Linked DNA regions of Mus musculus: region 2 is linked to region 1. A link is a contact called in public promoter capture Hi-C data. All regions are on one chromosome and are shown on one strand. The core of a region is the stretch at or near the end of the contact, and the rest is flanking DNA. Distances in the headings are between cores, read along the strand shown.

Region 1 (5,778 bases), core at 1,476-3,975:
AAACACCTTTGGACCTCAGCACTCTGGAGAGAGGAGCAGACAGATCTCTGTGAGTTCTAAGCCAGCCTGGTCTATATAGCGAGTTGCAAGACCGCACAGAGACCCTGTTTCAAAAAGACAACAAAAAGACAACTAATCTTTAAATACTAATTCCCAACTTTCGGGGTCCCAGTGTACTCACAGCTGTCTAACCACCCTAACCTGCTCTCAAGAACAAGCAAAGCAGCTCTGTGCCTTCTTCCATATGACATCTGCAGCAGGATGGGAAGGCAGAAGTGGGCTCCCACCAAACTATTCACCTCTCTAAAATCCCTCAGACAAACCCACTCTGATAACCCCAACTGTGAGACAAAGCTGGGACGATCGTCCGGTACCACAGTCTTTAAATTTAAGGTAAAACAAAAAACAACCTTATACAGAGCCGGGCATGGTGGTGCACGCCTTTAATCCCAGCAGTTGGAAGGCAGAGGCAGGCGGATTTATGAGTTCGAGGCCAGCCTGGTCTACAAAGTGAGTTCCAGGACAGCCAGAGCTATACAGAGAAACCCTGTCTCGAAAAACAAAAAAAAAAAAAACAAAAAAAAAACCTTATACAGATGCCCCTACGTTTTTCTCTTTGGATTCTGAGCGATATCAGAGGACTTGTCAAAAGTGTTCATTTTATTATGCAAACTACATCCAAACTTCTCCCTCTGCTGAGCACGTGGTGGCTCTGGCCTGGAGTCCCAGTGCTCGGCAGGCTTGGCCTGAACAGGAACAAGCTCCAGGCCAGGATGGGCTGGATAAGCAAGGACCTGTCTCATGAAACTCTATCTTCCATTGATTCAGACTGATATAAGCACAATTCAAACTGTCATAAAAGAAATAATACCTAGGAAAAAGGCTGTTTCACATTTGTGGCAGCCAACCATAACGGCAATGTAGCCTTGCTTTACCTTGACAGTCGTCTCAAGAGAACATCAGCTACCGTCCGCAGTTTCCTGAGTATCCTGTACTACTGTCATTACAGGCTCGCTATAGAATTAAGAAGCATTCGCTCTGAATCCAGGGAATCTTTGTTTTGCATATTCACCCTTTCATAAAAAGATCATGGTTCTTGACTAGATATCCTCTGTAGTGCCAAGCCTAACCTGTAGCTACATTTGTTAAGTGAGCCACAAAGACCTGGAAAAAAACAGGTTAAAAATAATCATCTAATTCCCAGAACCTATGTACTGATGGAGCAGCAGAGAAAGAAAACACAGCCAGTCATGCTTCACAGCAACTCCTAGGAAAACGGACCACATGCTCACTACCACGGACTCCAGCAGAACAAGCATTCGGCCTCTACTTTCTGCCTAACAGTTTATTGCTGATAGTTTGTCCTACAAAAACAGGAACTGTGAAGGTGGTGCACACCTAGGATTCCACCACGTTGGAGACAGAGGCGACCTAAGGAACCTCAGTTACCCGAGACCTTATCCCAACCAAACAACCCACCCCCTCCACCAAAAAGAAGCAGAAGTAGATCCTGATCCCACAACAGCCTGGGAGTGACAGGCCAAAATGACAGGGAAGGGGGACCCGGACCTAATCCTGACATGCCCCTCCTCCCTCGGGGTGGGGGTGAGGCTCAACCCAGAGCGATGACTTAGCGGGATGAAGACCCTGGCTTGGGTCACATCTCCAACTTCACAAAAACCATCACTGTCATCTGTCTCAGTTGATGAGACACTCCTGTGACACCAGCACGGGCTGAAGCGCCTGGTGTGAGCTTCCTAAATCACAAGTTCAAAGTCAGCCTGAGTAGACTGCAAGACACTATTTTAATTTTTTTTAAATGTGTTCCCCTAGCTAGCACTGAGATAGGTTGCTCCTGTACCTTGGCTACTTGAGAGAAAACTGACTTTTTCTGAGTCGGCCAGGCCAACTCAAAAGAAAGCAGAGCCTTAAGAAAGGCCTCCAGCTCACCACGGTGCTGATCTTCCTTTTCCCATCCGTGGCTCTCAACAGACACTTGTTTTCTGCGGGCTCGAGGCCCTCCACAGAACTCTTCCTCGGGATAGGTTTGGTGCGACCGTCATCTGTGTTTAAGAAAAAAAAAAGTCCACCCAGGTAAACACCACCACAGGCGTTGCTTCTGGGTCCAAAGTGATGATCGTAAGGAAGGGTCCGCCATCACTCAGGATACAGCCAAAACTAGGAGCAACGACTCGCTCGATAAACACTGGGACCCCGAGGCATATTCTTCCTCACTAACGGAGCGGGGGCCGGGCTGCCTGACAACGGGCGTCGGACACACTTGGGGCCCCACTGTCACGGTGAGTGGGTGGCCGGCGCCGCACCGGCCACGAGCCCCGGAGGTGGCCGGTGCGGACAGGCCGGGGGCCGGGCTGTCCCCTCCCAGGCGGCCCCGGAGATTGCTTACATTTCTTGAGGGTGATGAACACGCTGCCCGACGAGCGGCACTTCTGGAAGAGCCTGGTCAGCTCCGTCAGGAACTGCAACACAACACGCCCCGTTAGGCAGCCTCCGCTCCTCGCCCCGCCGCCTCACGGCCCCGGCCCGCCCGCAAAGGGAGAACCGCGACCCGAGCTGACCCCACTCGCTCGAGTCCCGGGCCCTCCGGGGCCGCCGGTACCTGCTCGCTCTCGAGCAACACCATCCTGGGCTCCGCAGGTCCGACGCCGTCAGCAGAAGCCTCCAGCGGTTACAGCCGGAAAACTCGCTCGCGCTGGGCGGGACTTCCGCTTTAGTTGCACGTCTTCCGTCAATCCTCGCTTCGCTCGGGTTGCCTTGCGCCTGCGCGCTCGGCGCCTCCTCCCGCGTCTATCCAGGATGAGGAGTGACGCTTGCTTTCGGTGGTTGGACTGCGTTGTCAAGCTACACCGTAGGCTGTAGGAGGGAATGAGAGCAAAAGAAAGACTGGATAGACATATGCAAGTCACCCAAGAGTCCACTGACTCACTTTCCCCATTTTTTACACAATGATCTGGTTTCTCAGAACTTGCTGATGAAGATGAAGATGTGAGGTGTTTTTATAGATGCATTGTTTACATTTAGGAATAAGTGGCCAAGGAGCTCCAAGTTAAACTCAAAGCCGAAAGCTAAAACAGCAGAGTTCGCTGTTTCAGTATCTTTGTTTGAGGTATCTTTAGACAAAGAGTACTTGCTCTGAAGGCACTGTTGATCTATCTCATCGGCAGTGCTGAAGTCAGCAGGAAGCACAGGCTAGACCCCAGAAAAAGGTGCTTTTTTTTTTGTTTTGTTTTTTTTTTTTTGTTTCCAGGGTCCATAGTTTTTTCTTTCTATCCTACTTCAGAGGGTGGGAAAATATGTGAAAGTGATTGGAGAAGGAGCCGGGGATCACACGGGGCCTTTGCCACCGTTAGCAGGGCCCATAGCCACAGAAGGCTCAGATGTTGTTCCTGGTAGAAAGAGGGGAGTGGGGAGGGAGTGGCTCATCGGTGGAGTGTGAGTATCTGGATTTAAGATGTTTAAAAATCTTAAATTCAGACAAGAATGATGGCCCATGACTTTAATCTCAGCACTCAGGAGGCAGAGACAGGCAGAGGATCTCTGAGTTCAAGGCCAGCCTAAAGTGGAAACTTCTGGTTTCTTTGGTAAATCGGTTATATCAAAGAACATTTCGCTGAAGCAGACACAGGTAAAAGGATGTTTAGAAAGAATGAGAGATGAAGGATTCTTCGATAACAACATGCATGCATTGGTTCACCTTACATTGAGTAGCTGAGCTCCGTTTGTCATGACCCCATAGAGAGAAATGCACACACACACACACACACACACACACACAAAAACTTCTGGTGATATGCTGCAGTTTCTTGCCACTTCCTCGGACTCCAGCCAATTGGCAGAGTGATGTCAGCTGATACAGACTCATGGAGTTTTGCTAAGTCAGACTGAGGCAAGACCCTTAGAGGACACGTGATGTTTGGAGGGAGTATAAATAGGACTCAATGGACAGTGATGGGGGCTTGCATAGTTAGTTTTGGAGTGCTTCTCGGTCTTGCGTCTTCAATGATCTTCACGTCATTCAGAGAGACATGGCAGAGAACTTCTCCTGGCTTAATTGCTCCTGCTGGTTTTGGTGGAGGCCTGGCAGTTTCTGCTAGGTCATGCCACCACTGCTGATTCATGTTTGCCATCCCAACACTTCTGAGTTGGACTGCTGGGCTGCTTCTCGGTGTATTAATGAAGTATTTGCGAGTGGATGGAGCTGCTGCTACTGAACGCTATGAACTGAACTGCTGATTTCCTGACAATGGGGGTGGGATTTGCTCCAAAGAATAATTTCTAAACAGATACACTTCCCCTGTATCCTAATAACCTGTAGGTAGTGGGCTAGAAGGGAGGTTAGAGCATTTAGGAACCATTATTAAAAGTAGGGTTTGAGAAAATTCAAAAGTTACGCCAACCTGGTCTAGAGTAAATTCCAGGAGAGCCAAAGAAACCATGTCTCGAAAACCCGAAAAGCAAATCCAGAGAGAAGGTCTTGATAAGAATGCCGTACACAGACAATGAAAATCATATTTATATTTGAAAGATTCCCCCACCTGTGGCATAGAGAACACACTATAAAGAAGGCAGAACTGAGTGTATCTACACGTGCCTATAATCCCAGAGATAAGGAAACTAAAGTAGGAAGGTAGATGGCAAATTTGAGCCCTGCCTGGGCTACAGAGTGAGTTCTAGGCCAGTGTCTTAGGGTTTCTACTGCTGGGATGAAAACACCATGACCAAAAAGCAAGTCATGGAGGGAAGGGTTTATTCAGTTTATACTTCCAGAGCACAGTTCCATCACTGAAGGAAGTCAAGACAGGGACTCAAACAGGGCTGGTACCTGGAGGTGGGAGTTGATGCAGAGGTTATAGAGGGGTGCTGCTTACTGGCTTGCTCAGCCTGCTTTCCTATAGAACCCAGGACTGCCATCCTAGGGATGGCACCACCCACAGTGGACTGGGCCCTCCCCTACTGATCACACTTATTGATAAAATGTCTTACAGATGAATCTCATGAAGACATTTCCTCAACTGAGGCTTCTTCCTCTCTGATAACTCTACTTGTGTCGAGTTGAAACACAGAGCCTGCTAATATAGCCAGCCTTGGCTACATGGGGAAATCTTTCTTAGAGAAAGAGACACAGAGACAGGCAGAGAGAGAGAGAGAGAGAGAGAGCTATGCATGTTGATACATAGTTTTAATCTCAGCATGCACTAGGCAAAGGCAGTCCAAAAGCAGTCAGATATCTGTGAGTTGGATGCCAGCCTAGTCTATGAAGCAAGTTTGGCTAGCCAAGGCTACATAGTGAGACCTTGTCTCAAATAAATAAATAAATAAATAAATAAATAAATAAATAAATAAATAAATAAATAAATAAGAAAGCGGAAAGTGGGAGCCCAACTAGAAGATTGTGCTAGCTTCCTATTGCCTCCATACCAAGCCCCAAATCTCGCTTCACACAGCAGACATTTACTATTTTTCATCTCAGGGCAGCTCGAGGGATGGTTCAGTGGCCAACAACCCTTGTTGCTCTTGCAGGGGATCTGCGTTCCATTCCCAGCACTCACAGGGTGGCTCACAACTGTCCTTAACCCCAATTCCAGAGGACCCAACAGACAAATACTTGGTGCACAGACATGCATACAGGGCAAAACATTCATAAGTATAAAGAAAAATCTTTAAAACATGAAATTTTAAAAATTTATTCTTTTATACCTCTGGATCAGAAGTCAAGAAAAAACGGTGTGTTTAGAGGGCTGAATTCCATCTGGAAGC
Region 2 (5,778 bases), core at 1,757-4,256, 2.7 Mb after region 1:
TCAGCCACACTTCGGCCACCATACACAAATAAGTATCTTTGATTCTGATAGTATACTTCCGTTGTTGAATGCCGCCAACATGACAACACTGAACCTTCTTCCAAGGCAGCCTTCGTTACTGTTACATTTTGGCCCTCAGAGCAATTATCCTTACTTTTGTATAAATCAAGTTGGAGAGCCCCAGAGGCTGGACTTACTGGGGAGAGTCTTCCTCCAAGAACCAGAACCCGAGTATCAGAAAGCCTTGTCATGGTGTGATAAAGGCGTCCATCCCACTGGCCTTCAGTCCCCAAGGTACTTATTTGGCAGCCTTCCCATTCCGAGTCACAGGATCTGGAGAGCACGTGAAACCTGCTCACTCGGCAGTGTCGTCCCTCTTGTTCTCCAAAGCCTCCTGCACTGAAAATAACGCCAGGGCTCAAGAGGGCAGAGGCGTGGCCATATCGCTTCAGGCTTGAGTGCTGGTGGTCACTAGTGACTACTCTGGCAGAAAGAAACCCTGAAGGCGAGGCAGGATCTATCTGAAAAGAAGCCTCTGAGGGCTCAAACACTGGAGTTTCTGACAGAATGTCTCCCCTAGATGCTGCCAGGATGAAATAATGTGAACACTTCAGATGCCACTCCTCATATTCATCAAAGGGTTCAAGCGTCTCAACCCGCTGGCGCTCTTCTGCCGAGAGAAGGCGGCGATAGAACTCGTTCAGGTCCAGGGCGCTGCAGGCAGTCCAGCCAGCTTGAAGGAAGCGCTGGCGCTGGGCCTTCACGACGGGAAACAGCTCCAGGCCATGCAAGGGTGAATGCAACCGCTGAAAGTGCTGCAGCATGATCTGCCCAAAGGCATCCCCCGGCTGCATCTGCTCATAGATCACGAAAAGGGCGTCGGGGAAACGCTGGGCGGCCCAGGCAATGAGGGCTGTGGCACTGGAGGGCTCCAAGTAGGTCAGCACCGCCTCGGCCAGGAGCAGCGTGGGAGAGGTGGCGTCCAGGCCGGCGCCATCCAGGGCCTCTCCTAATCGCTGGAGCTCCCGCAGGTCCGCGCCCAGGATGCGGTAGTCCGCGCTCTCGAAGCACAGAGATGACGCCGAGTCCCCGATCTTGAAAGGACCGGTCTGCGCACGCAGCTCCGGGGTCTCCTCGATCCTCTCCGCCTTGAGCCGAGACACGTCCGGGAAGTCCACCTCCCAGACGGCAGCTCGGGCCAGGAGGCCCGCCGCTTTCAGACGAAAATAAAGCGAGTCGGAGCCTGAGCCCAAGGACAGGATCTGGGCTCTGGTCCGGGACGGGAGCGCGCTAGTGAGTTCGAGGAAGGCGCGCACGCAGTGACGCACGGCGCGCGCGCGCACGTAATAGCCGCGGTGGATAAGCGGCGTGCGCCGCACGGGTCCCGGGACCAGCAGCGCCGCAAAGGGGTCGCGCACGTATCCGTGTGCGGCAAGCGATCGTTTGCTGAGGGAGCTGCTGTCGTTGGTGCTCTGGACCGTTCCCGCCCGGCGCTGGCGGCCTCGCGGGCCCATGACGAGAAGGTGCTCAGCAATACTGCACACAGAACACTTACCGAGCTCCCGCTCATCCGCTTCTGGGTGCGTCACTTCCGAGAAGACCGCTCTCTGCCAAAACCCGCGAGAGGTTTTTTGACCTTCCCCCCCCCCACCCCCCCTTTCCAAATTACGTTTTCCTGGGAACACGCCAGCTGCTTCGGTAACAGCTAGCGCTTGGAGAGCTCAAGTTACCTCTTTGTACAGGCATTTTCTGCAGGGAAAAAAAAAACTTGTGTAGATCCTCTTATTTGAGAACATTTTTAGGTGAATCGGAGGCTGACGACCTGATACCGGTTTGGTCCGGCAAAAGAGGACCAGCACCTCGGATCTTAAGCAATCCAGAGTAGATTGGTCCTTGCACAAAAGTAACAGTTGCTCCTTTATTGAGTGTTCTCGTTGCGAGGGAGAACTCATTTAGATCTTAAATTAGGCCATATGGAAAGTGAAGAAAGAGACCTTTACGGATAATTACTGATTATTATTAACCCACTGCCCCTGTACGTGCTGTTTATTCTCATGTAGTCTAAATTCTGTGCTAGGTCTACAGTGAGTAAGTATTCAGCATGTAAAAATGACACTCCCCTCCACTTCCAAGATTCTGTGATTCGTATGTGGTATTGAGTATGTCTGCTGAAAATCGCTATAGAAGAGATGTGATTATTCCCTGTGGCGTTGTTGTTTAAAGGAAGCAACCCAGGTTGGACTTTTAAAGTTTCTACATTTGATGCTTAGGAGATACCAGTAAGAAAGCACTCCCAGAGATGCGTAGAAACTTCATCATTTACTAATTTAGTGTCTGCTTGGATTAGGAAAGGAAATAGAAAGACTTGAAGAATGGTTAACTCAGAGCAGTAGTATGTAACGGCTGAGAGTATGAGTTCTGGAGTCCAACTGGATCAAGAAAAATTTTCTATGAAGATTTGGTTATTGGAAAATGTTTTAGGGTTAGGAACTCGTTAGTGGTCTTAGAAGAGCAGATTGTGTGGCAGAATGATTCAGTGCGTGCAAGATATGTTAATAAAGGCATCTAGTCGACCAGAAGGATCAGAGACAGGAGGCAGCAAATACTACCCTCCATCCAGAGACAGGATTTTCGCCTGACAGACCCAACCCATTTAAGGAAAGTGTTTGTGCGACGTAAATATGAAATAACATGTTTTCTTGTAAAAGCAAATTCGTGCTACATGTGTAAGCTAACCTGACCTACGCAGTAGATTAAAGGAGCCCAGAGTTAAAGGGACAGACGAACGCTGGATTTTTAGTTTTCGGGTGTTTTTTTTTTTCTTGTTCTTTTTTTTTTTTACTAGTCATTTCCCCATTGCAGACACACCTAAGTTAGCTTTGCTTAACTTAAGTTAGTGGGAGCAGGGGGTTGAGGGGGCTTGGGAGGTGTAAAAAGAAGATATCAGCAGTGACTGTGTTTCTGTTTGCATGTTAGATCTGAAAATAGTTACATTTGTTATTGTAGGTGAAAGTGATCCCAGAGCCACACATAGTGCAAGTCTTGTTTAAAATGGCAATCTGAAGGAAGTCCAGCACCTCAGAGATTCCCACTTTGATAAGTTTATCGTCCAAGCCGAGAATAAGAGCAAAGAGAAACTTTTCCTTCTACTGAAGTGATGGAGGCCGGACAGCAGTGGCCTGGGAAGACAGACTTTTATCTGCAATTACCAAAAGTGGTAAGAATTAACTACAGAGTTCTTGTTACTGTATAATGGCTTTTGTATTGTTTTCCACAAAAGAGAAGTAAAGCTTATGGGTAGAAATTGTAGAGTGGGTATAGCTGAACCAAGTAGCTGGCCTAGTATAAACTACAACTAGGAACCAGGCCACCAGGGCCTGATGTATGGGGCTCTGGATCTCGTGGACTCTTGTGAACTGATTGTCCTCTTGTGTTAGGAGCTCCATGCCCACTTGAATGGCTCCATTAGTTCCAGTACCATGAAGAAACTGATAGCCAAGAAGCCACATCTTAACGTTCATGGTCACATGACCATGATTGACAAGGGGAAGAAAAGGACTTTACAAGAGTGAGTTTGGGAGGTTGTGGGAATTTTTTGTGGCTGTATTTTGGGATTATAATATATAAGAATCAGATTTTAATACTTAGATAGGGTAGACATCTGGCATAAAATATATAACCTAACTCACAGTGCTTTTCCAACTGTCAGACTGACAGTATGTTTAATGATTTATATTGTTTGTCATATTGAGTTGTTCCTTAGATTTGAAAATAAAGACAGATTGATTTTTCTCTATTTGCTAGTCCTGGCAGGATTAAAGAATAGGAATGGCTGTTTCATACTTTTCAATATAAATAAGTAATATCTTATTTTAGCTATTAAATTGTCTTTCTAGATCAATGTAATTTTGAAAAAAGGTGTATCCTATAGTTCTTTGTAAATTTAAATATATACTTACTATTAACCTCAAATTTACTAATTAATTCCATTCTGAGGGTTTTTCTTGAGTAACAGGTTTTGATGAGGGAAGTGTGTTAAGACATTTTTTTTTTCATTTGTAGATGTTTCCAGATGTTCCAAGTTATACATCAGCTTACTACTAGTGCTGAGGACATCCTGATGGTGAGACACAGAGGCAGGTTAAAATGGCGTGACTTTCCACAGCAGTGCACAGCTCACCTTGCGCATGTCCTTTGGCTTTCATCCACGCTCTGATGGAGATGCTTGCTCTTTCCCCCCACTTCCTTCCCCCTCTTTATTTTTTCCTTTCTTTTTCTATTAATTTACAGATTTTTTTTCATGACAACTCTTTGAAAAGTCAGTGTAAGACATTGGCCTAAGAGCTAATGTAAAGTCTGTTGTTGTCTTAAAAAAAGAGGAAGCGGGTGGAAGGGAAAGGAAGGGAGTGAGAGAAGAACCAAGGTCAGCATTGTATTGAACGGGGAGGAGAAAGGCAGGAGAGCCTGACCCTGATTTCCATGTAGGACATGTCATAAGAAATAGTTGGGAGCTGGAGAGATGCTCAGTGGTTAAGAGCACTGGTTGCTCTTGCAGAGGACCTGGGTTTGATTCCCAGCAACTACATGGTATTGGGACCCCTCTGTAACTCCAGTTCTAGGCATCTGACCTGGTCCTCTTCTGACCTCTTCAGCACTGCACACACGTGGTGCACAGACATATGTGCAGGGAAAAACATTTGTGCATACAAAATAAATTTTCACAAAAGAGAAATATTTGTCCTCAGATAGGCATATTTCTTATCTGTTCCTCTCTCTCTTCTTTTTCATGGAGCCTAGACCGGTCTCATATTTTCTCTGTAGTTGAGGCTGGCTTTGCATTCCTAGTCTTCCTGTCTCCACCTTTCAAATGCTGGGATTCAGGTGTTCACCACCATGCCCAGGTCAGTAAGGAAAACTGTGACAAATCCCTGTAATCCAGCACTTAAAAAGGACCACAAAATCAAGGAGACCCTGGGTTTGGTTTGATTCTTACCACACCTACATGTCCCCTGTCTGCCCCCCGCCCAAAAATGTATATGTATATGTATCTGTGTTCTGCAGAGTTAACTTTGAAGTAGTAAGTTTTTTCCCTCCTTGGAATAAGCATGTTCATTGTATTGATTTCCTTATAGAGAAGAGTTAACTTTGATAATTTAATAATTTCCTCACTTCATTTTTTTAAACAACAGACTTTAATTAGCTCTTAGGCCAATGTCTTACACTGATTTTTAAAAGAATTGTCATTAAAAAAATAATCTGTTCATCAAAAGTTAAGTATGTATTTCCAATGTATCAGTCACTTTACCAAGGGGACATAAAGAGACCTAGACACAGCCCCTGCTTCTGGGGCTTTGTCAGTAGATGGAGCCATGGACTTCGAGAAGCTCTCTGTTGGATGCAGAGAGAAGGATTTATAGGCATCCAAAATGATGCACTCTCATTATCTGCTTGGCAGATGCCAGGGAACACTGTGTGCTACAAGAGCTTAGATCTTACTTTATTAGTGGATATTACGGGGAAGAGAATGAAATTCTAGGTTTTAAGAGCTTGATCTGCTATGAGTAGAGTAATGCTTTGTTTACCTGCTTTCATTTTGTTTCAGATTGAAAGCTGGTGGAAAGCTCTTAAATGAGATGAGACATAAAGATTCTATGCATTTGGCTTAGTGCTGCTGGCACAAGCATCCACAGGTGATAACAGTGAAGTAGTCGTATATGACATGAACATCTATCTATAAGACTAAGAGATCACTTGCTATAGAAGTGAGATTGTGGGTCA

The links. Promoter capture Hi-C pulls out the DNA fragments that hold promoters and counts their contacts.
Region 2: a promoter capture Hi-C map of liver shows a contact between it and region 1, with 4 times the contacts expected there. The contact joins the promoter of Adal here to the promoter of Srp14 in region 1. A contact is called at or near these places in 1 of 39 promoter capture datasets (liver) and 1 of 484 Hi-C or Micro-C datasets (B cells).

Annotation. Positions count from the first base shown.
Region 1 is chr2:118,476,971-118,482,748 of GRCm38.p6, forward strand. It overlaps Srp14 (signal recognition particle 14), which reads right to left and starts at 2,726. Exons shown (of 5, transcript NM_009273.4): 1 at 2,621-2,726; 2 at 2,408-2,480; 3 at 1,951-2,063. The coding sequence starts at 2,644.
Region 2 is chr2:121,139,087-121,144,864 of GRCm38.p6, forward strand. It overlaps Adal (adenosine deaminase-like), which reads left to right and starts at 3,007. Exons shown (of 10, transcript NM_029475.2): 1 at 3,007-3,217; 2 at 3,438-3,568; 3 at 4,063-4,123. The coding sequence starts at 3,158. Lcmt2 (leucine carboxyl methyltransferase 2) reads right to left here and starts at 1,612. Exons shown (of 1, transcript NM_177846.3): 1 at 1-1,612. The coding sequence starts at 1,514.